Regions from separate parts of the Macaca mulatta genome. Here region 1 is linked to region 2. The links are chromatin contacts, called in public Hi-C maps. All regions are on one chromosome and are shown on one strand. Each heading gives the region's core, a stretch centred on a gene start, on an enhancer-like site or on the middle of the called end of the contact. The rest is flanking DNA. Distances are from core to core; before and after follow the strand shown.

What was found. Hi-C and Micro-C count contacts between places; a contact is called where the count stands out from the background.
Region 1: a Hi-C map of cortical neurons shows a contact between it and region 2, with 4 times the contacts expected there. The contact joins the promoter of ALDH4A1 here to the promoter of IFFO2 in region 2. A contact is called at or near these places in 3 of 14 Hi-C or Micro-C datasets (CD4 T cells, blood and cortical neurons).

What each region holds. Positions count from the first base shown.
Region 1 is chr1:222,080,878-222,086,450 of T2T-MMU8v2.0, reverse strand. It overlaps ALDH4A1 (aldehyde dehydrogenase 4 family member A1), which reads right to left and starts at 4,299. Exons shown (of 15, transcript XM_015126940.3): 1 at 4,206-4,299. The coding sequence starts at 4,267.
Region 2 is chr1:222,028,402-222,033,582 of T2T-MMU8v2.0, reverse strand. It overlaps IFFO2 (intermediate filament family orphan 2), which reads right to left and starts at 3,595. Exons shown (of 8, transcript XM_028838838.2): 1 at 2,587-3,595. The coding sequence starts at 3,251.

The DNA.
Region 1 (5,573 bases), core at 3,050-5,549, 52 kb before region 2:
TGAGCCCAGGAGGTTGAGGCTGCCGTGAGCTGAGATAGTGACACTGTACTCCAGTCTGGGCAACAGAGTGAGACCCTGTCTCCAAAACAACAACAATAATAATAACAGAAGGGGTTTGGCATCTGGGGTACTTAACTGGAATAAAGGAAAGAGACCGAGGAGGACATCTGAGTTCCCTCCTGCCACCATCCTTCACTGCTGGGACCCTGCCGTCTTGATATTCCTGATCGAAGATGATCACTCCAGGAAGCCCATTGGTAGGAGAGGGGATCATCATAACCGCAGCAGCACTTACTGAGTATTCCAGGTGCTGGGCACTCCAAAGTGCTTTTCATGTATGAGATCATTTAACCCACAGGACAATCCTATGAGGTGACTACTACTGTCATCTTTATTTTCCATATGAGAACATAAAGGAGCCCAGAGAGGGTGAGTAACCTGCCCAGGGCCACAGAGCTGTCAAGAGTTGGAGCCAGGATCCAAGGCATGCCGTATTCTCGGCCATCTCAACAGCAACTGTTTAACGCCTACTGTGTGCTGGGCCAGATGCGGGGCACAGAAGGCAGGCTGCTCCCGGGGTGCCACTGTCAAGCACTGCCTCAGTGGCGCTTTCACTACTTTAGAAGTGTGAAGATAATCACATGTTTTAATTATTCTTCCACTCAAATACTCACAGAGCACACATTCGGTACCGGGCACCCAGGAAACCACTGGTCACATCACTGCTAATCCTTGCAGCCACCTGCTATGTGGCTGTTAATACATCCCCATTTTGCAGATGAGGATACTGAAGGGACAGAAGCTGCCTTGCCAAGGCCACAAAGCACTGGATGGGCTCACTGAGGTGGCCAGCGGCACATTCCAGGCCAAAGGCACCACCCCAGCCACTGGTTGGGGGAGTTCAAGAGCAGAGAATGTCTAAGGAATGGTGGGAAATGCCAGCCACCAACCCAGGGCAAGCTGTGCCCATCCAAGGGCCGGGCAGACTGGGAAAAGCATTGGGTGCTTTTGATATTTTGAAAATTAAACCATCAGGTAGCCTGAGAAGAGTCCAAAATCACCCAGGATCACTGCAGGGGACACGGTAGTAGCCAATTCTGGCCCATAAGCCCCCTGATGTCAGATGGGATGGGCGGGAGTCATGTCTGAGCTTGGCACAAGAAGTAAGGAACAGAAATGAACTTATAAGCCTACTACATGCCTGGGCTGGCTATTCATCTGCATCCTGCCTGTTTCCAAAGAGAACTGAGGACACCAATGGTAAAGCTGATTGAGAAAAGAACAGGAAGTCAGGGTTAAAGGAGAAAAGAGGCAGTCAGTTGGGAGGCCTGGTGTTCACCAGCTCAAGGCCTTGGACAAGTTTTTCTTAATTTCCATGGGCCTCAGTTGTTTAATCTGTGAAATGGGGGTGGTAACCCCTACATCACAGGCTGCTGAGAGGCTGAGTAAAATAATCCACATGAAAAGTAAATGGCAGTCATTGTCATCAGCCGCCATCCCTGGGCCCACCTATGAAGGCCACACGTTTGTGGTGATTGTCCTGAGGCTGGCTGTGATAAATATCGGTTGACAAGCAAGGGCTCACATGACAAGTTCATTCATTCCCTAAATGTTTGCCAAGGGCTTACCAGGTGCCAGACACAGTTCCAGGGCCTGGGAATATACTGTAAGGCAGACAAGTGTATAAAGGGAAGAAACAAGCTACAATAAAGTACATGGCAGATGAGCTTGTTTCTATGAGGTTTTTTTTTTAAAACATATATATTCATGTAAAGTTAACATGAATGAAAATGTTAACAGTGGGTACCTCTGTGTGGTACAATTCCAGGTGATTTTTCTTTTTTTTTTTTTTTTTTGCCCTATCTGTAGTTTTCACAATTGACATGTATTAAACTAAAAGAAAACATGTATCAAGGGTATTTTTTAAAACGGGCAGAGATTCCTGGCACTCAAGGCAAAAAAAGAAAACACTAAGAAACATCTCCCATACATGTTCCTCAAAAGCAGTGGTTTTTCTCAGGACTAGAGTCTTACACATAGGACACTGAGGGATGTCACTGAAAACGCCCTGCAACTGTTTCCCCATAAATGCAGACACGGCACGCCACAGGTGTGCCCTAAATGTTCGTTGAGTACATGAACAAGTGATCGAATACCAAAGCTGTTCCTCTAGAGCAGTGGCTCTCAACCAGAGGTGATTTTTGTCCCCCAGGGAACATCTGGCAATGTCTGGGAACTTGTGTTTCCTGTTAGGGCCAGAACTTCTTTTGTAACTGTCAGGGCCGGGGGTGCCCCTGACATGGAGTGGGTAAAGGCCAAGGACTCTGCTAAACATTCTACAGTGCACAGGACAGACTCCACAACAACAAAAATGTAGCCCCAAATGTGAATCGTGGTGAGGTTGAGAAATCCTGTCTAGGCATGCGGCCAGCTGCTGCATCAAAGGAGTAACCTGAGCCCAGGGAACCGGTTGCGAAACGCTCTTTCTCTTTCCCCTCTCAATTCAGGAGGCCTCATAATTCAGAGCATAAATCTGGATTTAGACCACCTGTAATTTCAGTCATATATCTCTGAATGGCAGATCATGTCCCATGATAATACAGAAATGAGACGGTACTTATCGGCTCGGTGTTAAGCCCGTGGTGCCTGATTGCTTGATAATTATTATTGTTATCATGGGCTTATCTTTTAGAATATGGATTGCTTTCTACTAGATATCGGAGGTTTTTTCTATGCATTTCTCCCCTATTAAGCTGAAAACTCCTCAAAGGCCCTACCCCATGTAAATTCCCTGGGTACTCCTCACCTCTAGGGTGTTTGGTAGAGCATCAGCTCACAGTAGGCACTCAGTATAACACTGGACTCTATAAGCCCCATCTTCCTGGGCCTCAGAGTGCAGGCAAGGCCTGCAAATGGCATCGCACAGGGAGTATGGCAAGTGTGGCCCCAGTCTCAGCCTAGAAGAGGAACTCTTCTGTCCCATGTCCTCTTCCTGCACCCTTTCCTATCCCCTCCTCACTCACAGAGGACACGCAGCAGGGTTGAAACTCACTTGCGTTCAGGGCACCACCATGTCATCCTTTGGGGGAAGGGAGAGGGCCACTGATTAACTCAGAAAGGGCACAGCTCATCAGGAGAGAGAGAGCCGCTAACAGCCCCGGAAGTCAAGCAAACAAAACTCAAATGGGAGGAGGTGCTGACCCACAGGTGCGCAGCCCCGCCAGACTAGGATCCCCTCCGGGGCAGGGTCTGTGTCCCACCCACCTCTCCAAACCTAGCCCCGAGCTGGAGGGGCTCTCTGAGAATATTTGTCACTGAGTGGGCAAGGATCCAGACACCGGGCTCCACAATGGCAGGGTTTGCAAATCTGGATTTGAAGGGCAGCTCCACCCCTGAACTGCTCCTGGTTTTCTTCATTATTTGGAATAATACCTGCCTCACAGGAGTGAGAAGTTTAAAAAGAGGTGATAATGATGATGATCATGGTGATAATCACAACCGGGCGCTGCCTTTGGGCCGGGCACTGTTCAGGGTACTCCCCGTGTAATAACCACTTAATCCTCATGGTAAGACACCTGCCAAGTGCCTGGCCAGCATTTGGTTCATTATAAGCACCCCATAAATACGATTATTCCACCTACAAGAAAAAAGGAGTCCCTCTTTTCTGTCCAACATTTAACGTGAAAAAAAAAGCGGGCGGCGGGGTGCGGGGGGAGCGGAAAAGAGAGGCAGAAGTCCTGGTAGAAGGAGAGGAGGACTCGGGGAATCCGGGGCGGGATGGGGGCACTGAACGTGGGACGAGGGTGGGGAAGTGAGATGTGTGGTGTGCTAAAAAACAGAGGTGCCCCTCGGGGGAAGCTCGCAAATTGCGAAGATCCAGTATTAGGAGACGAGTGACTACAGAGATTACTTTCCGAGCGTGGGAACCGGCAGGGCCCCCGAGGCACCCTACTCGGTCGCAGGATTCGGGAAGAGGGGTCCCCTCGCTAAAGTAAGGTGACTACCTGAGGGAGGAGGCTAAGGGATCTCAGTGGGAGAAAGGCCTGTGTGGGGGTCGGAGGGGAGCCCGTGAGGAACCCGGCGGTGACCCAAGCAGCTTGGGGGTCCGGCAGGGAGGGAGTGCGGCGCTGGGGACGCCCAGTGACTCCCAGGCTCCCGGGCCCCAGGCGCGCGCTCGGGCCGTCCCGGGCCCCGTGCTCACTCACCCGGTCCCGGTCCAGGGGCGGGACAGGAGGGCGCGGCGCAGCGCGGACGCCGGGAGCAGCATCTCTAGGTCGCAGCGGGGTTGTTTGCTGGCTCGTCCGCCCAGGCGCCGCTAGAATGCACAGCCCCGTCCAGAACGCACCACCTCGATCCGCGGGGGGAAACGGATCACGCCGGCTGTCCTCCGAGCTCGGGATCAGCCGAAGTTCCACTATATTTAGCTTCGGCTAATAAAAAGTATCTGTTCGTGCCATAATAGGGGCATAACACAACACAAGGCAAGGGAACCCGAAAGCGAAGTCCTGAAATGCATGCGTTTTCCCCTCCTCTCGTTATGGTATGACCCGAGAGGGCGTGAACCCCTCCGACCAATCAGAGTGACACACCAAAGCTTCTGAACCAATCAACGGTGCGGTCCTGTTGCAGCCTTCCAAAGTGGAGCAGAGAGGGGCTGAATAGAGCCAATGAGATAACCGGAATGGGACACGTGCTGAAGCGGGGCGGAAGGATTCGCTGCGCCCGGCCCTCTGGTGTGTGCCCGGCGTCCCGTGGGCGTCAGACTGGCTTCTTTTAGGCCGCCAGTGGTTTGTGCGAGGCCAGAAACCTGTCCGTTACCAGACTCCTCGACCCCGCAGGGCCACAGCGCGGCCAGCCCCCTGCTGCTTCCCGGGCACTGCCCGTGGAATGAGCCTGCCTTCCAGCCTCATTGGCCAGGACCCAGCCGCCCTCCACATACCCGCCAGGCCCAGCGCTGGCCAGCTTCTTAGCTTTCTTGCAGATTACGATCAATGCAAGATAAAACCTGAGCTGGCCAACGCTTAGCTTTTCATTTTAAAGCCTTTGGCCGCAAAACCATGTTGTTCCTGAGCCTTTTACCCCCAAGTAAAAATGTCAGCTTTGCAAAATGTTGTGTGCTTGGTAAACACTCGAATGCTATTTAAAACTTGGATTCTGAAGTCTTCTCTGATGACGAGGTCTCAGGGACCCAATCTATTCCTAAAGTAATGTTACGTTTCCTTACTCTCTCTTCTAATTTGTTTATATTTCTTCCAGCAGCATGAACCGGGCACCTGCTTAGGAGTCAGTTCCGATGCTGATTCTGGTTCCTCATTAGGGCACTAGGCAGACTACAGATCCTTTCTGGGCCTCAGTTTCCTCATCTGTAAAACGGAGGTAATAATACCCAACTCACAATGCCCCCATGATCTTAGGCCACTTCTTTTTCTCCGGATTACACCATTTAAGATACTTTGGGAGAATTTAAACATTTAAATGAAGAGTTGGGGAGGGAAAAGTGCCAAGTATTAGGAATGGCAAAAAGCAACTTGGAATTGGTGGCGGCTATTTGTCTTCATCTTTGGAGAAGACCC
Region 2 (5,181 bases), core at 2,346-4,845:
ATGATTTAAAACCCTTTGTGGCCACAGCAGTACAGGCAGACACCTGGATCTCATCCCTTAGATGGTGACTTCTCTTATGGCCAGGGGATCAGAAGCGGGCTGGGAACTCAAACTCAGATTTATATATTGCCAAGGCTGGGAAGACCCTTTGAGATCATCTAGCCCAGTGGTTTTTCAAGTTTTTAAAAAATGTTTATCAAATGTCTGCCCTCCTTCCCAAAGAAAATTCTTAGGAGGTACCCAAAACATACTATTAACAAGTTACGGTGTTAGTGGAACCCAATGAGTTAATATTAAGAACTTAAAGGTGAGTAAGCACATTTTTATCACTGTATTATCTTAATGTTATTTTAAATTATCATTTTTATTAGATATTCAAGGAACCCCTAAAGCATCTCTAAGAAAGCCTGGGGTTTCAAGGACTACAATTCTAGCCCACCTGCCTCACTTCACAGATGGGGAAACTGAGGCTCCAGGAAAGGAGTATACTTGCTTTGGAAAAATTCAACGTAAGTCTTGAGTCAACTTCAGAAACAACGTGGAAGAAGAGGTGTGCGCGCATCCCAGAAGGGCGGGAAGAGAGACGCCCGCACTCCACCTGTCTCAGCAGCACCGTCTCATTCCAGGCCAGCGCCAGAAGCTGACATCACACCCCACGCCCTGGGTGCAACTTGAATAGAGCATTGCTCAATGCCAACCCATCTCCCTCCAAGACTGGGCACGGCTTCTCCATCCCCTTAGTAGCCGGGTCCAAAAAAGCATACACACAATAAAACAAACACAACACAAGCCTGAGGCATGACGACACGATCAACAGTGGCAGACAGGAGGGCCCGGCCCATCCCTCCCCAGTTTCACCATCAAGAGCAAGTGCCTGTTTCCCTAGCCTGCCCCAGTGACATTGACCATGAGGGGTGGAGAGGTGGCCTCTATGTGGCAAGGCACCAGGTGGGCCATTCTCAAGTCCTCCAGAGAAAGAGGTAACGCAGGAGAGAGGGCACCAGATGGGCCATTCTCAAGTACCTCCAGAGAAAGAGGTAACTCAGGAGAGAAGCCCATCTCCCAGTGGAGTGTAAGACCTACCCCCAGGAAGTGAGGTGCTGCATGAGAGAGCTTGAGGACTCTCAACGTTTCTGCTCCCCGCTAGCTTGACAAAGTGCCTATCATCTTTAATAACATCAGCTTGATTACTTTATACCTTCCGAAGAGCATCACCGTCCTGCTCTCCCCTCGAGCAACTGTGGGCAGATTTTATTATTCCCATTTCTCAGATGAGCAAACAGGATTTCAAGTGGTTTGATAATCTCACCAGCAGGTATAAGGCTGGCTTTTGAATTCTACCCAGTTGCTAGCCTGTCCAACGGGAGAATAAGGAAGGAGACCTATGCCCAGCTCCCTGGGCAGACCTTTAGAGATGGAAGGTAGGGCCCTTCTCAGTACATCCTCCAAGCCCTGGAGTTCAGAGCCAATAACTCCGGGTGGAAGGCTGCCCGTGCCTGGAACAGCGACTGCCAGGGCCAGAGGGCCCCTCCCCCAGCCAGGTCTGAGATGCCAAAGACAGACCCCTCTACCCTTATGGGAAGAGGAGGAGGATAGGAGACCCCTCTCCTCTCATCAGAAAGCCAAGCAGACAGTATTGTTGGCCAGACTGCAGGCAGGAAGCAATGACAGTTTCCCAGCTGGGGAATCTGAGCTGGGCAGGAATGCACTGGCCAGTCCTACAGAGTCTGGACCCCAGTTCTAGCCAGAGATGGTGGTCTCAGTCCATTCAATGTCCAGTCTCCAACCCAACATTATCTTCTCCTGGGGGCTTTTAAGGCTGAGTTTGTTAGGGCTCAATAAACCATGAAACTCAGGGAGTGGGGGGAAGAGGGATGAAAGGAGGCATTTTATAAAAGCTTGTGAGCAGTCTGCTATAGTTGTGGTTATCCAACCCAGCAAGCTGGACGTTACAGAGCTGGAGCAAGACGGCAGACACTGGCCCCAGGGGGCAGGGGCAGATCCATCCATTTTCAAACACATGATCTCATTTAATTCAAGAAATAAAAAGGCAGTGGGTTGGTTAGAGTTTTTCTTTTCATCTGTTGAGGGAGGGGAGCCTACTTCCTACTTCCTTGGGAAAAATACCTATGCTAGGAGACAGACTAGCCAGGAGTGGTTAAAATCTCTGGTTGAAATCCTGGTTTCACAACTCCTTCGCCAAGCCACCTTAGGCAAGTCACTTAGCACTTCTGCACCTCGGTTTCCTCATCTATAAGATGAGGATAAGTCTGCCTTACACGCTGTATTGTGCTGAGAATTAAATGAGATCACATAAAACACAGATAGTTATTATGTCACCTAGAAAACAATGTGCCTAACCAGTGATAGCATCGAGGTGGCCCCCACGGTAGCCAGCGCCCACCCCCATCCTGGGATCTAGATAATTGGGCCTTCCTGGCATGTGTAAGGCACTCTGCAAACACAGCTTCCAGCCCACCTGCCAGGACCAGCTGCCGGCCCGGCCCCCGTCCCGCACACGCATTCCGCGGCAGCCTGGACCTGGGCGCCCCCTCCCAGGGTGGCGGGGGAGGGGCGGCCACTCACCTCCGCTTGTACTCGTCGCGCTCGCGCTTCACCTTGGCCAGCACGTTGTAGAGCGCGCGGATCTCCGGCGTGATGGTGTCGATCTGCACGCCCACGCCGTCGGGGTGCACCCACGACACGCCGGGGCCCTGCACGGTCTCCACGCCGCCGCCGCCCGTGCGCCGCACCTGCGTGTAGCTCCAGATGGTCCCGGGCAGGCGGCCGTAGTGCTGCGGGTGCGAGCCGCCGCCGGGGGGCAGGCCGCCCAGGGCCACGGCATTGGCGTTGACGCCGGCCGCCGCGCCGCTGCCGAGGCCGTGCCCGCCGCCGGGCGCTGGGGGCCGCAGCAGCTCGGGCCCGGTCTGTACGGCCTGCTCGCGGGAGAAGGTCTTGTAGCGCAGCCGCCGCTCGCGCTCGCTCTGCTGCTGCTCCAGCTGCTTCTCCAGCAGCCGGTTGCGCCGCTCCAGCTCGTGCACCTTGGCCAGGAAGCAGCGGAAGCGCACGTTGAGCCCCTTCAGGAGGTGGATGTTGGAGCCCAGGTCGTCCCGCAGCGCCGCCGTCACCGGCGACGGACCCGGCCCGGCCCCGCCGCCGCCGCTGCCCCCGCCAGGGCAGCCCCCGCCGCCGCCGCCCGGCGGGCAGCCGAAGGCCAAGGCCATCTCCCCGAACAGCAGCGAGTTCACCATGCGCCGGCTGCGCGGCTCAGGGCCCCGGGCCCGCGGCTCCAGGTGCGGCTCCAGCTCCGGGCAGGGCTCCCGGCGCGGCCGGGCTAGGGTGGGCGCGGGCTCCAGCGCGGCCGGCCGGGCGGTTCCAGATGCGCGCCAGATGCGGCCTCCGCAGCGACGGCGGGACGGATGGCCCCGGATGCGGGCGCCGAGGCGAGAGAGGGCACTCGGGCGCTCCTCTGGATGCGGTAGAGGCCGCGGTATCTGCGCGGGGCCAGAAGGGTCGCGGGTCGCACCGCCCGGGCTGTCAGAGACGCTGTGGAGGGGCCGCGGCAGCCGCACGCAGAGGACTCTCGGCCGGCACTGCCCACTCTGCGGCGGGCCCCGCCCACTGCAGACACTGGCCCCGCCCTCACCGCGGCCCCGCCCACCCCTCCTCCCTCTGCGGCGTTCCCGGAGCCAGAGGCTCCGCCCCACGAGGCCCGCAGAGCCGGGCCCCACCCACAGACCCTTGGCTCCGCCCACCGCCGGGTTCTCCCGCTTTCGCCGCAGCGTCGACTCCGCCCAGCTCCCCGGCGGGGCCACGCCCTCTCCTGCGTCTGGTCCTGCCTCCCCGCCGGGTGCCGATTCTCTGCTGGGGGACCCGGACCGCAGAGCTGCACCAGGGACCGAGTTAGCTAGAACCGCCGCAGAGCCAGCCGGGCCTCTTAAAGGGGCCAGCAGCCTCGGCAAAGCTCGCTTTCCACTTTTTAGGGCGCTCCTCTCCCTCGTCGCCTGCCGAGAGGGCTCCGTTTCTCTGTCCTCTCCGCCCCGAATGCCCCTGGCCCCAAATTCCTTCGGATGTGGGCGACCGCGGCTGGAAGGGCTGGGGGAATCACAGTATCCGAAGGTGCACCGGCACCCCACCCCCACTCCAGCCTGGGGAGGCCCAGATCCACCTTACGGGGATAAGGCGGCGCCTAGGCCGGCACGTCCTCCACGCTGCGGACCCAGGGGTGGGCTCCTCGGACGCTAGCTGCCGGCCTCGTCCCCCCGAGATCAACCCGGGCACCGCCAAGCCCGCCGGTTCCCCCGCCACTGAGGCGCCGAGCAGCATGGGGGTTGGGGAGGCTGAGCAAGACCCTCCCGGGATGACACCCACAAACTCGGCCTGGGCCTGGCCTCCGCTGAGCTGCTGAGCACCTCCCCACCACCCACACCCACACGCTGAGATGAAGCTGACCCCGAGAGCTGGGAATTCATTTCACAGACATGGGGCTTAGCGGGCAGCCTGGGGCAGACCAAGGCAACCCGAGGAACCATTCATTCATTCATTCAAATGTTTTCACACCTACCACGTTAAAGGCCAAGTTCTCCAGTCTCTGGGGTCTCCTGAATCATGTTGCAAACATCAGTATATGTCAGGCACCATACTTATTTATTATCCCCATTTTACAGAGAAGGTCACTGAGACGTTAAGTAGCCGCAATGGTCCAAAGTGCATACTCTAACCGGCCTTCCACAAAGCTGGCCTCGTGTCCATTCCCGCATTTGGTCCTCACCGAAAACCTCAGAGGGGAGGTGACCCCCACCTGTGAACGCCTGTGGCTTGTATTGTATGCACTTAACCAGATATGTGGCATGTTTCAGATTCTTCCGACTGAATTTTTTAAATTGCAATTTAATGTTTGTCTTGTTATTAACTTTTGTGTTTGTTTTGTCTCTTTGTATGTAAGCTTGAGGACAGGCACACTGTCTTACATGGACAATGCCTTGGTGTTGTTGGTGACAAAGGAGACACGGACTTGCCCTGGAGTGATGTGGCTATGATGTTAGTCTGCTGTGTTTTTGATTTAGCCATAAAAGCAAACCCTCCCCATAGTTCCTTCCCTCAACCGCAGTTCCTTGCTTCCTGCCAACACGGACTCACCTTAAACACCCAGCTCTGAAACTCACCCATCTAGAAACCTTT